Linked DNA regions of Mus musculus: region 1 is linked to region 2. A link is a contact called in public Hi-C data. All regions are on one chromosome and are shown on one strand. Each heading gives the region's core, a stretch centred on a gene start, on an enhancer-like site or on the middle of the called end of the contact. The rest is flanking DNA. Distances are from core to core; before and after follow the strand shown. Region 1 has its middle 15 kb from the start of Gm39693. Region 2 overlaps Cd247 (CD247 antigen).

Region 1 (6,946 bases), core at 3,333-5,832, 210 kb after region 2:
CTTCTGCTCTAGGGAGCTACAGGTATTTGGTGCCACAGACATCTTATCCTGAGTAAGTAAATCACAGAGAAATGAAGATGTGTGGAAGAAGCAAAGGAGGTCAGAATGGGCAGCTGGCATAGAGGGGGTGCAGTGGGCAGCTGGCATAGAGAGGGTGCAGTGGCAGCTGGCATAGAGGGGGTGCAGTGGGCAACTGGTATAGAGGGGGTGCACTGAACAGCTAGCATAGAGAGGGTGCAGTAACCAGCTGGCACATATAGGGTGCAGTGGGCAGCTGGCATAGAGAGGGGCACTTAAGAGAGGAGTGGTCACTGTGGTAAGTACAGCTGGCCGTGAGAAAACTTGTAACTCAAAGGAATTGGCTGTGGGTGCCTCTTATTTCCCTTTTAGCTCCCCCCACCCTCTGTGCTTGTTTGATTTCTGTTGTGATGACAGGATGGATAAGAACACAGACTATTCTAAAAGGGGTTCCTCCCAGCTTTTCATCAACTATTAACACAGGTCAGAACTAACTGTAAATTGTTTCTGCTTCTTTAAAATAATACCATTCTCCTCAGTCTTCTTGCCCTTGAAAATTACAGCCATGTTTACTTTGATGTTGCTTTCACCTCGTCTTTCATAAAATACAAGCAATATTTACTGTATGGGACATATGTACCAGGCAGCTGACGAGGCTCAGGCTCGAGGCATCCTGGGTTGTTAGGGTGACCTCCAGGCATTCGAAAAGTAGAGTTCAGGAAACCTGATTCCCACTGGGAAGTTAGCCATGGCTGCACCACCCCAGAGCCTCAGGACAGGACAGGACAGGACAGGAGTGAATTTCAAGCTCACAGGGGTGTGAGTACAGGTAGAGAAGGTAGGGGTGAGGTGGGAGGGTGGCGGGTTTGGTTTGCCATTGCTGAAGCCAGAATATTTCATGCTTTTGTGCTCGGAGCCTACCTACCTTTATAAATTTTTTTTTTCGTCTTCAAGCTTTTCACAGAACTTTCTCTTCATAACTTTCTTTTAACCAAAAGGTGATCACGCTTTCAGAATTCCTTCTCTTTATTGCTTTCCTGAGCGAGACAACCCAGTCTTTTCCCCTGGGGGTTAAGACCTATTAAATACTATGAAGAATGTTAATTTCATGGTAGGACTTTATTGTAAGCATTTCTTGATGCTTGTTATTTTTCCAATAATCTAAGCTTCGAGGAGTAGAATGATTAGCTGCTTGAAGAACAGCTGTCCTCGCTTTTCTTTGCGCCCAGCTTCCTTAAGCCAGGAGTTATTTATCATTTAAGCATCTCTTCCTTTGGCTCCCAGCCAGAATATCATTCTGGCAGCCTGGCTGCCTTGAACACTTTGTGTTCCCTAGAAGACTCCACTCCAGCTGTGAAGACAACTATGATTGTGGTCCTGATGGCTGCTGACCCCAAACTTCTACTCTAGAAGGTTCTGTTCAGTTACAGCTGTTCCAAAGAACTTGCACCAGTTCTTGGAAACTTGATTTTGATATGACATGACTCAGGGACCAGATGACCTTATCTGTAGTGACTCCGGATAGTCCCGATCATCTTACAGCTATTACTGGTCAGACAGGACATGGGGACACTTTTCTTGCTGATGTAGCAGTCAGTCTGGGAGTGAGGGACTGGCCCTTGTATGAAACCTTCCATGCCTCCTTTAAACAGCTATACAAACAGGACACTTCTTGGTCTCTTCAGGTAAGACTGGAGCTTCCCTCATGGTTGCTGCCCATCTCTGACAACATTAGGCCCAATTAAAAGTTTCTCCCAAATAGTCTTTTTTTTTTTTTTTTTTTTTTTTACCTAGCTGTATTTACCACACGTGGTAAGTATAACTCACCATCACTGAGGTACATTGCCTGGCACATGAGGCAGTATGAATTACATTCCATTTTAGCTACAGATATCTAGAAGTGAGAGACTTACGTTGTTTCTCTCAAAACAATGAAATTTGAATACAGACTGTCTTAGTTAAGGTTTGACTGCTGTGAACAGACACCATGACCAAGGCAAGTCTTATAAAGGACAACATTTAATTGGGGCTGGCTTACAGGTTCAGAGGTTCAGTCCATTATCATCAAGGTGGGAGCATGGCAGTATCCAGGCAGGCATGGTGCAGGAGGAGCTAAGAGTTCTACATCTTCATCCAAAGGCTGCTAGTGGAAGACTGACTGGGGTGAGGATCTTATGCCCACACCCACAGTGACACACCTACTCCAACCAGGTCACACCTATTCCAACAAGGCCTCTCCTCCAAATGGTGCCACTCCCTGGTCCAAGAACATACAAACCATCACACAGACAAATAAGCACAGAAATGCAGGTTCTGTGCAGCGATTCTTTTGATAAGAATTGCAATAATGATTCGGCTCCCACTCACAAGGCCACCTTAAGTTCACAAATTAGACACTGCCCTTCCATCTATCGAATCCCTTCTCTGATGAAGAGGAAGGGAGAAGGCTGGAGGGGACCGAGAGCTGATTCAATGGTCCTTTTCTAAGGGCTTCCCCACAAAGACCTAGGTATTCGAAGCTAGAATTTAGTCACGGATTTTTCAAGCCCTGTAAGCGTAGCTGGGAATTCCAATTTTCAGCTGCATATTTCCTCCTCGCTCAAAGCAGAACCCTCTTACTGAAAAAAGAGACAGCATGGATTCTGGGTAGATAAGTAGCAACTTTCGTTGCAGATACAGGATCAGAAATTAGCTGCTTGGAGACTATGAAGTGATATTTTATATGGCTTACAGAAAAGATGGGTGACAGTCTGTGTCCCACCCAGGAGTGTTCTTTCCTGGAATGCAGTCTCTCCCGTGGGACTGAGTGAGCATTCATAAAGACTTAATGTCAACCTCTTACAAATCAGCACAGATCACACCACAGCAGCTATGTCAGCTCACAACAGCTGCCGTTACAATGCTTCCACTGGAAAAAAAATCCTCGGGTTTGTGGTGAGGGGACAGAGGGTTGCATTACTGATCAAGGGCCCTGGAACTTCCTCTTACCTAGTTTTTACCTAGGAAAGTGAAGGATAAAGCAGGGCTTTTCGGTCCCTGCATTTTGCTCCTTGTCTCCCTCCTTCTTCTCCCCGCCCCCTTTCTCTGACAGGCCCTCCAAAAATGGAGCCCAGACTGCCCTCAAAAGCCTGTTTTAGCTTTCTGACTACTCACAGGTATGCACCACCACTGTCAACTTGTCTTTGACTCTTTTTTTTAAACGTGTATGTGTGTGTGTGTGTGTGTGTGTGTGTGTGTATTCAGTATGTTCAGTGTGTGTGTGTGTGTATATATATATATATATATGTGTGTGTGTGTGTGTGTGTATACATATACATATATATTCAGTATGTTCAGTGTGTGTGTGCGCGCGCATTTGTCCTGCCCTGGGATTGAACTCAAATTGACGGGTTTGGTAGCAGGTGTCTTTATTCCCTGAGCCATCTCACCAACCTTACCTTGTGATTTAAAATAAAATGCATTCCGAATGAATGAATGAATGAATTATTGTTACATATTTTAATTCAGAGGCCAGGGGCTATGGAGAAGAAGGAGCACACTCCTTGTGTTCCTCTGAGAGAAAAATGAGAGGTTGCTCCAACCTTTGTTTATTCAGTCAAGATGGGTATCATATATGTCCCCACAGTTTGACTCTGCACCCAAGATAAGGACCCTATCTCTCCTGGTTGAGTAAGGAGAACTTCTACATGCCCCTTCAGTATCAGGGACTTTGCCTTGACACATGGTCTTAACCTACTCCCAGAGTAAATATTCTTTGGTTATTGCGATTGTCTACTTCTGAGTTAACCTTAGAATGTTTTGGTCGAAGCTTTTTGGGACAGCTTCTTAGGTGACTAGTAATGAATTGGGAACATAATATACCCACAGAGTAAACACAAAAAAGTTTATTCTATAAATTATTCTTTTCATATGCCATAATTCTACAGTAACTTGCCAAAGAAGAATATAGGGACACAGACGTAGAGCTAAATCAACCCACTGCAGTCATGGATAACTTCATCCAGCAATTTATCTTTAAAATGAATACACATTTTACATTTTGTCCTTTGGAATTGTAGTATTGGCAGGCACACACATATGCAAATGCGCACTGTATTTTATAGCTTTAATTTATATTTCTTTGAAAAATAGATGTTCTACTTATTAACTGTCATAATATTTATGCCCCATTTCTCTGTGGTTATTGGCAAAGTTATTTTCTAAGTAGGGACTGGACCGGTGGCTCAGCGGTTAGGAGCATTCATTCACTAGTCCTGCAGAGGACCGGGGTTTGGTTCCCAGCACTCACACAGGGGCTTCTAACAGCTCAGAGCTTCAGAACCTGACATCTTCTAAATTTCACAGGTCCCAGGCATGTACTCGGTACATATTTATATACACAGGCCAGGACTAACGCATAAAATAAAAACAAAGAAAAAGGAGAAGGAGATCGTAAAAAGCCAACTAGTAACCATTTTGGCTTGGCTGTGCATTCAGCCTGGGTCAAAATCCCTCACATCTGCCTTTGTCGTGTGAAGGCAGAGTAAGGAAATGAATAAATGAGCTGAGTGGGAATAGTTTTCAACAAAACACATAATGACCGGAAGTAGAGAGAGAATTCTGGGAAGCTGGCAAGTCGGGAGTCTGTGTCCTCACCCAGACAACAATTACTCTGGAAGAGTCTGTCCTATGAAACTATTTGGAAAGTCTGGAGTGCGTTGAAGGGGAGGCTTGAACATTAAATTGCAGTCAATTTTGCTCAATTTCAGCTCTTAGCTCAGAAGCTGCTACCATCCCCCACCTCCCAGCCCGGCGGCAGGCAGCTTTGAATGTGCCCCTGCAGCAAATGGTGTCTACCTGGTCTGAGGCTCAGAAGGAAAAAAGGCTCTTGCCTTCCCATCTCTTGGATCTCGGCTCATAATCACTGACTGCCGATTCTGATCACAGAAGCCCAGAGAGTTCTAGCCATGGTTGCTGCACCCACCACAACGCGCCGTGAGTCTTCACTCCTGCCAGGGGAGATTTTCAAAAGATTCAGAAAAGCCAAGAGCTCCAACTCCTTCCTTCTTGTCTTCTCGACCTCTTTGAAGCCAAATTAAAGACGAAGACATTTGTGAATAACTGACTGGACAAAAGTATGAAGTGGGCGTGGTAACCAGGGAAAAACAGGCTCTGAGAAGGAAGACACAGGGGGACTTTTACACGTCAGGATGCTCCTTGTTATAGTGATGGCCTACAAGGATGCTTTGTTTTATTCTTTTGTGGTGAGATCTGATGTATCGTCAGGCTGGCCTCCAATTCATAATGTATCTGCGGAGGACCTTGCATTCCCCTACCTCTACTGGTTCAGTTCTGAGATGACAGGCCTGTGCCACCAAACCTGGTTTATGCAGGTACTGGGGGCTGAAACTAAAGCCTTCTGCATGGCAGGCAAGCATCTTACGTACTGAACTAAATATATTAAGACTTCCCAAACAATAATTTTAAAAAATTAGAAAACTCTTGAGGAGAGAGAGAGTGATGGTTTATATATGCTTGGCCCAGGGAGCTGCCTGGAAGTCAGTCTTTCACTAGCAGCCTTCAGATGAAGATGTAGAACTCTCAGCTCCTCCTGCACCATGCCTGCCTGGATGCTGCCATGCTCCCACCTTGATGATAATGGACTGAACCTTTGAACCTGTAAGCCAACCCCAATTAAATGTTGTCCTTTATAAGACTTGCCTTGGTCATAGTGTCTATTCACAGCAGTAAAACCCTAATGGAGACAGAAGTTGGTACCAAGGACAAGGGTATTACTGTGATAGGCCTGACCATGCATTTGTTTGGAAGAATGTGGATTTTAGGACTTTGGATTTGGAAAGCAGTAATGCTTTAACTGGGGCTTAATGGACCATCCTAGTAGGAATATGAAAGACTTTGTTGATGAGAGTGATTTGAACGGTGCAGACCTGGCCCAAGAAGTTTCAATATGTGACCTAGCGATTGCTTTTGTGGGATTTTGGTGAAGAATGTGGCTGCTTTTTGCACTTGTATGAAGAGTCTAGCTGAGACTAACATAAAGAGGTTTATATTAATTACATTGACAAAAGAAATCTCAAAAACACCCAGCGGAGACTTTGTTCTCTGGTAAAGTCTCATGAAGAGCATTTTGAACAAGTGCAACAAGCTTGGAGAGGAAAAATATAAATATATATGGTTTGAGTATTAAAGGTAAACTAGAAAGTGAAATGGAGCTGAATCCTGGGTTAAAGGACATTAAATTGAATTAAGGGAGTAGTGCCCTTGGGGCTAGATCCCACCCAGCTAAGTTTAGGTCCAGGTTTGGTAGTAGAAGCCTTTAATTCCAGGAGGCAAAGACAAGCAGATTTCTGAGTTCAAGGCCAGTCTAGAACAGAAAAAGTTCTAGGTGAATAAAAACTTAAATCCAGGTTTAGTGAACCACACTTTTAATCCCAGTGGTTATGAGACAGGCATGCAGATCTCTTGAGTTCAAAGTCAGTCAATGGAGCAAGTTCAGAACAGCCACACTTAGGCAGTGAAGGAGTTGGAAAACAGGAAGCTGGTGATAATGTAATAGAACAAGGGGGCCATGTTCCAGCCCCAGCAAGCAGGAGAACATGGCAGCTTTGGCCACATGGCTCTGACTTTAGAGTCCAGAATAGAACATGTTACTGGGACTATTGATGCTGGTTAGCTGGAGCTAAGAAATTAGTGATGATTAAGAGACCAACAACCGGGCGTGGTGGCGCACGCCTTTAATCCCAGCACTTGGGAGGCAGAGGCAGTCGAATTTCTGAGTTCGAGGCCAGCCTGGTCTACAGAGTGAGTTCCAGGACAGCCAGGGCTATACAGAGAAACCCTGTCTCGAAAAACCAAAACAAAAAACAAAAACAAAAACAAAACAAAAACAAAAACAAAAACAAGAAGAGACCAACATTACTGAGGTGAA
Region 2 (6,707 bases), core at 2,293-4,792:
TGGCCAGAGCCAGGAGCATTGCAGCCATGCCTTGGAGCAGAGCATGAATGTGCTTCTCAACCCGGCTGGGACATTTTCTCTTGTGCAGATGGTCTGGCTGCATAGCTATAGAAGGCCACATTTCTCTGTCCACGATCTGGGCTGTATCAGCTCTGTTGGATTCTGGATCTCCCCAGCCAGTACTGAAGTCCCCCTACCCAGGCCCTAGCCCACAGTGGTTAAGTCAACCTCTCCAGGGAGCTCGGGAGCCCATCCTAACAGGCAGGCAGGCAGGCAGGCAGGCAGGCAGGCTTACCGGTCTGGGGCCCTAGAACTGTTAATTGGCTATTGGGTTTTCTCTCATATGTTGGAGTTTTCCTGGGTGCTGGGATCTAAAGTACAGGTGGAGACCAAAGATAAAGTGACTTCCATTGTACAAGAAAGCAGTTGCCATAGCTGGCCCCTAGATACATCCTGGGAAGCGTCTGAGGGCTGTGCCGGGGATGAGCTGCGGCAGAGAGAGAGAGAGAGAGAGAGAGAGAGAGAGAGAGAGAGAGAGAGAGAGAGAGAGAGAGAGAGAAAGAGAGAGAGAGACGGCAGAGACAGAGATGGCAGAGACAGAGACAGCAGAGACAGACAGAGACGAGAGCAGGGTGTGCAAATGGCTCAGGGTAGGAGCCGGTCAGGTCTCTGCCTGCAAGTAGGAGGGGACAAGGAAGACACTGGGATCAGACCATACAATCACCACAAGTGACATCGTGAAGAGCTGCTGCTGGAATGGATGCCTGAACATCAGACACCATTGGCTTTATAGAAGATAGAAAACCTGCCACTTACAAGCCACCTGGCAAAGCATCCTTGTGATAGCCCTTAAGGCCGATATAAGCACTCCCAACATGTTCTTAGGAACAGAGGGCTTTAGGCCCAGAGAAGTGAGGTTACCCTCTAGGACCACACAGCTAGTAAACGGGAATGGGGAACCATGGAAGCCACCTGCCCCAAACTCAGCCTGTCTCCAGTTCTGCAGCTCTTGGCCCAGAGCCAGTGCCCAACAAATAGCTAATAAATTATGCGACTGACTTAGGTCCTGAGTTCTTGCATGGAATTTCCTGGGCTATCACTACATTCTTTAGGCCCACCTCTCAGTACACAGACTGTAGGGCTGAGGACAGGAACCATCCGTGCAAAGAGTTGGATTAATGCTCTATCCTTGCCAACCCCACACGTAGCACTTTTGTTGCTGGCCATAAAACTTGTGCTTCTCTTTACAGAGAAAGTGAGAAAACTTGTCCTGTTATTCATCTCTGGGGGATGGGTGTGTGTGTGTGTGTGTGTGTGTGTGTGTGTGCCCAACTCCCCGCCTGCCACCTACCGTGCTGACTCTGCACAACACAAAGAAATATTTCTTCTTATTTGTTCTAAATTTACTGTCCAGTATTTTTTCTGTTCTCATTTCACACGACAGGCAGCTGAGTGATTTTCTCCTGGCTTTCTCTATGAATTTCAACCACCCGGTAAATCGCCGCTGACATATCTCCAGCCCTAAAAGACAACAGCCACCCCAGCTTCTGTGGCCTTTACTGGAGGGCTGGCTTGCTTCTTAGATCATAGAATAGCCTGGGGCTGGAGCCTATCATCTTCCCATCCTTGAACCGTACCCTCCTCTCAACTGTAGGAAATTTAAGAAATGCCTGTCTCAGGCAGGCATGATGTTGGGGATGGGGTTGGAGACAAAAGGAAAAAGACGCAGCCACTGGCTTACATTCTGAGAAGGGAAGTCTGAATCCAGAGAACTCTGTAGGGATCTAGGCTTTGCAGTCGCCAGCATTCCCTGGCTTTCCCTGGAGGACTCAGGTTTCTGATTCCTGAAGGTGCTGGGCAGAGCAAGCAGAGGCACAGAGGAGGAGCCAGGCGAACAGAAAGTGGGTGTGGAGGGAATTAGAGAGCATACTAAGATTAAGGGGGCAGCGAGGATAAAGGAGGAAGTGTTGGGATATGGCTCAGTAGGTAAAGTGTTTGCCTGCCACGTGTGAAGCCCTGGGGTTGAGTCCCAGAATCACCAAGCACAGAGATGTACATCTGTAAATTCCCAGGACTCCAGATGTGGATGCAGGGCATTGCAAAGCCAAGGCTGTCCTTGGTGCTATAAGTTCAATGCCAGACTGGAACACATGAGACAGTTGAAGAAGGGACAGGGTGGTAGTGAGTTCTTTCCAGTCTGGCCTGGAAAGGCAGAGCATTTGTGGGGCTGCACTGAGTCCCACACTTTGAAGTGTCTTTGAGCGGGATTGAGTTGGTTTCTGAGCAGGGACCTGGGGCCAGGAGGGACCCTGGATGAGAGAGTTGGAGTTAAAAGCTGAGAACAGAGGGCTTTAGGGACATGGTGATGGGGGACAGTGAGTGAGATTTAAGTCAGCCTTCTATTGTATGTGGGAGCAGATGAGAGGTTTCTGGCATAGTCACTACCTGCCTGCTCTGTGTGCTTCTGGTGGCAATCTAGCGGGGCCTTAATGATTGCGCTCACAGCCATAAACACTGCACAGAACAGACACTGAAGACTTTCAACCTGTTTTGCAGAAGAGGCAGCTGGAAGGATACCTTGCCGGAACTTAACTGGCACCCATCTGCCTTACCCACTGTTGGCCAGCGCCCACCAGAGGGCGCCACTTGCTACTGGCGTTAGGCTGGAAAGCCTTAAAGACCACTCTGCTTGTGTGGTTCTCAGGCAGGGCCAGAGGGAGGGTTTTGTGATACTGGGCCAGTTCTCAGATCCACACTTACCCAATAGGAGGGAGTTCAGGATCAGTAATATGCTCAGTTTGCTTGCTTTGTGTGATCTTTCAAATAGGAAGGCTACCTTCTATCTAACTAACGTATTTCCTTTCCTCACTCCCCCTGCCCTTCTTATCTACTGAGAACCATACATGCTTTGAGTGTGATTCGATAAACATCAGAAAGGCAGGAGGGGTGACTCTGGAGTGAGGAGACTAAGTAGAAGAGGCTCTAAGCTGAAGCATGTAGTCTGCCTGGAACTTATGTAGCTCAGGCTGGCCTCGAACTCACAACCCTCTTGCCTGTTCAATGATGGGACTACTGATGTGCACCACGATACCTAGACTTCACTGATAATGACTAGGTATTGAGATGATTTTATCCAATTATCTAATTTCTGAGCCCTACATTTGTAACCTCTAGAGTCTCTCTCTCTCCGTATAAAGGCCTTAGTTACCTAGGTACATTTCTGAGGTTTAGAGTGTCATAGTTTATGCAAGAGCTCACTTACAGCGGGGCTTCCATGTCACCAGAGCAGAAGTTCTGTGCACAGCAGTTTCATTTTTTCCTAATACTCCCTCATTCTTCCCAGCCTCTGTGGTTACATCTGGTACATGTGGTTACATTGTATGCATATAGGTGCACTCCTTACATCTGGTACATTGGTTACATTGTATGCATAGGTGCACTCCTTACATCTGGTACATGTGGTTACATTGTATGCATAGGTGCACTCGTTACATCTGGTACAAGTGGTTACATTGTATGCATATAGGTGCACTCCTTACATCTGGTACATGTGGTTACATTGTATGCATTGGTTCACTCATTACATCTGGTACATGTGGTTACATTGTATGCATTGGTGCACTCGTTACATCTGGTACATGTGGTTACATTGTATGCATAGGTGCACTCTTTACATCTGGTACATGTGGTTACATTGGCCATTGCAGGCTGGGTTTCTTCAGACTCAGTGAGAGAGGTTGTAGGTTGTGGTCTGTGTGAAGTATGAGGACTGGACCTAGTGCCCGTGACATGACTACAATCTGTCACAGAATTGACCTGGGGTAGGTGGGATGTGTTCTTGCCAGATCCAGCATGCCTAACCAATTTTCTCTCTTGGCACAGAGGCACAGAGCTTTGGTCTGCTGGATCCCAAACTCTGCTACTTGCTAGATGGAATCCTCTTCATCTACGGAGTCATCATCACAGCCCTGTACCTGAGAGCAAAAGTGGGTTCCCCTGGGCTCTTGAGGGAGGGTATAGGTTCCTCCACTGGGAGGATGTGAGGTGGGGATTTGGCACTGGAGAGTCTCAGGCCTGTGCTCTGCTTGGTGTCCATGGGCAAGGCAGGATACAACCAAGCGTGCACAGCCGGTGAGCAGAGAAGGCGGGGTATCCATCTGTGGCAGACAGAGCAGCTCAATGATCCAAGTGCTATGTGTATTACTGAAGATCGGTACCAGTGCCTGGATGTGGCTTCTGCTGGGAAACAGATGGCTTATACTGAACAGTTTAGGACAAGAAAGTGAAAGACAGACAAGACAGCCTCTTCTTAGGGCCTGCGGTTGAGCTGTAATGGAGGCCATACAGCTTTTCTCTCCAACTCTTGATTTTCCCATCCTGGAAATAAGAATGGTGGACAGAGCATCAGGCATCACCTGGTGCCTGAAGCCGTGGGTTTGTGGAAAGGACACACCTGGGAAGGTAGAAATCTCATCTTCCCAGGGCAGTAGAACCCATTTCCTTTCAGGCATAAGATTTCATTTGAGGAAGTCTTACTTTATGATTTTTTTTTAAATTTGGAAACTACACTTAGCACCAACTCTGGAAAATCCTGCAGTTCCTCTCAGCTTAGGTAACATGTGTGGTTATAGCGACTCGGGGCACACAGTCAGGACAGTAAGCAAGCAAGGTGCTTCCCACTCAGGAAACAGCTGGGTGAGTAATGATGCCCATGTGCCAACTTAGTAGGAAGCTTTTTGTAGGCACTGTCTACCCTCAGGGTTCCTGGAGGAAGGGGAACAGGAGGGGTTTCCTGGATTCCGGCAGGCACAGACGGAGAGCCTGGAACCCCTGCACACAGGGTGTGTGGGGGTGTGTGGGGGGGGCAAGGCCTTTACTTGGGATGATTAACTTCTCTGAAGACTAAAGCTGTAAGCACTTTAGTCAGGTCGCAGGCAGGAGAAAGGACAACTGAGTTCAGAAAGAAGCGGCTACACTTTGGGCTAGCCACAGGGAGCCAACAAGGGAGTTTGTTGTCATCGGGCATGGAGGGGCTGACACGCAGCTCTGCACTATAGCCAGTCCGATGGCCCCTTGGAGGTGGTGCTGAGCTCTGATTCTCTCTGCTCTGTTGCAGTTCAGCAGGAGTGCAGAGACTGCTGCCAACCTGCAGGACCCCAACCAGCTCTACAATGTAAGTTCCCCCTTCTGCAGACCTTCTTGGAAAGCCTTGTCCTAGGACCTAGGGAAACTTCAAGGTCAGGTTAAGCTGTAGGTCTGGTCCAAAGCTATTGGCCTGGTGGCTGGGTGGCAAGCCTTTGAGCCTCAGGTTTCTAATCCTGACTGGAGCGGAATCCTGCTTGCCCCTCAGTGCTGCTATGAGGACGAGGAGCTTTAAGAATGAGATGCATGGCATGGCCCTGCCTCAGGAGAACTTTCAGTCACTAGCAATTTTGCAAAGGCAAGAGGCCACAGCACAGAGGGAAGGGTCCCACAGAAACGCAGTGGGGCTCTGGTCTGTGAGATTCCCCTCTAGGTGCCTCCATTTCGCATGCTAATGAAAGTGTATCATTAACCCTATTAGATCAGCACATGGTGACTTGGGGGTTCCCACCATGTGCCAGCAAGGTAGCAGGTGTTTTCTGAGGCGCTAGCTTGAAGATGAAGCAGTTCCCACCACCTTTCTTGCCTTGATCCATGCTTTAACTGGAGAGATAGTGAAGGGTGCTTGGTGTTCTTGCAGAGGACGCAGCCTTGCCCCCAGCCTTGCACCTACTGGCTCACAAATATCTGTAACTCAAGCCCAGGGGATCTGATGCCTCTTCTGCAGGCATGTGGTGCACAGGCATACATCAGGCACACACACATACACATAACACACATAAAATGTAAAAATTACATTTGCTTTTTATTGTGCTTTGTGTGTGTGTATGTGTACCGTGATGCACACATAAAGGTCAGAGGACTTCTCTTTTGCCATGTGGGCCCTGGGGATTGAACTCAGATCTTTAGGCAGAGGCCAGTGCCTTCCCCACCCACATACCTCACTTCCCCTATGCTGCTTTGTTTCTTTTTGAGCCACCGGGTGGGAAACCAACTCCAGTTTTGGTCAATGTGACCCCATTCTCCTCAAGGTCCTGTTTCCTCTTCTAGGAGCTCAATCTAGGGCGAAGAGAGGAATATGACGTCTTGGAGAAGAAGCGGGCTCGGGATCCAGAGATGGGAGGCAAACAGGTAGGGCGCTCCTCCGCTTCTGAGTGTGTGGGCTTCGAGGCTATAGCAGCAGGTGGGCATTGGACTCTGGCCTGGGACAAGAGGATGACAGACACTTGCTGTTGTGCCTTCCCTTTCTTCTTGGTTCCATTCTGCGTCAGAAGGAACCTCAGTACTCAGATCGTCCTTGCCTTCACGTCCATCTCCCCTCTACTGCGCCTTAGCCAACACGATGTCAAGATACACACAGGAAGGGCTAAGCCTGTGGAGAAGGCATTCTGGATTCTGAATACCCCTCTAGAACATGGCCACATCAGGCTCCAGGGGCCTGTGCCCTGTAGGGAGGGGAAGGGATGGGGGACTCCTCCGATGCACGAGAGGCCTCTTAATAGCAGGACTCAGGACAAAAATCCCAGTGTAAGGTCAGTGCTACTCAAAGCTACCCAGTGTCCTCAATGCTTCTGGTCAGACATGCCCACTTGGCCCTGACCTCTTAGTCCTAGGTGTTGCTAGAG

The links. A called contact is a pair of places that touch in the nucleus more often than the background predicts.
Region 1: a contact with region 2 is called in a Hi-C map of the G1E-ER4 cell line, with 2.2 times the contacts expected there. The contact joins two enhancer-like sites. A contact is called at or near these places in 3 of 484 Hi-C or Micro-C datasets (the G1E-ER4 cell line, bone marrow-derived macrophages and granulosa cells), 1 of 115 datasets of contacts at active chromatin or transcription factors (embryonic stem cells) and 2 of 9 other capture datasets (embryonic stem cells and liver).

What each region holds. Positions count from the first base shown.
Region 1 is chr1:166,060,404-166,067,349 of GRCm38.p6, forward strand. No RefSeq gene overlaps it. Among named protein-coding and RNA genes, the nearest start is that of Gm39693, 15 kb to the left of the region's middle. Within about 2 kb of position 4,583, at least 9 of the 459 cell types and tissues checked have an H3K27ac peak or open chromatin away from gene starts, as enhancers often do. A contact at or near this core is called in the G1E-ER4 cell line, where this site is marked.
Region 2 is chr1:165,851,284-165,857,990 of GRCm38.p6, forward strand. It overlaps Cd247 (CD247 antigen), which reads left to right. Exons shown (of 8, transcript NM_001113391.2): 2 at 3,883-3,986; 3 at 5,117-5,173; 4 at 6,133-6,213. Among named protein-coding and RNA genes, the nearest start is that of Gm32999, 5.5 kb to the left of the region's middle. Within about 2 kb of position 3,543, at least 29 of the 459 cell types and tissues checked have an H3K27ac peak or open chromatin away from gene starts, as enhancers often do. A contact at or near this core is called in the G1E-ER4 cell line, where this site is marked.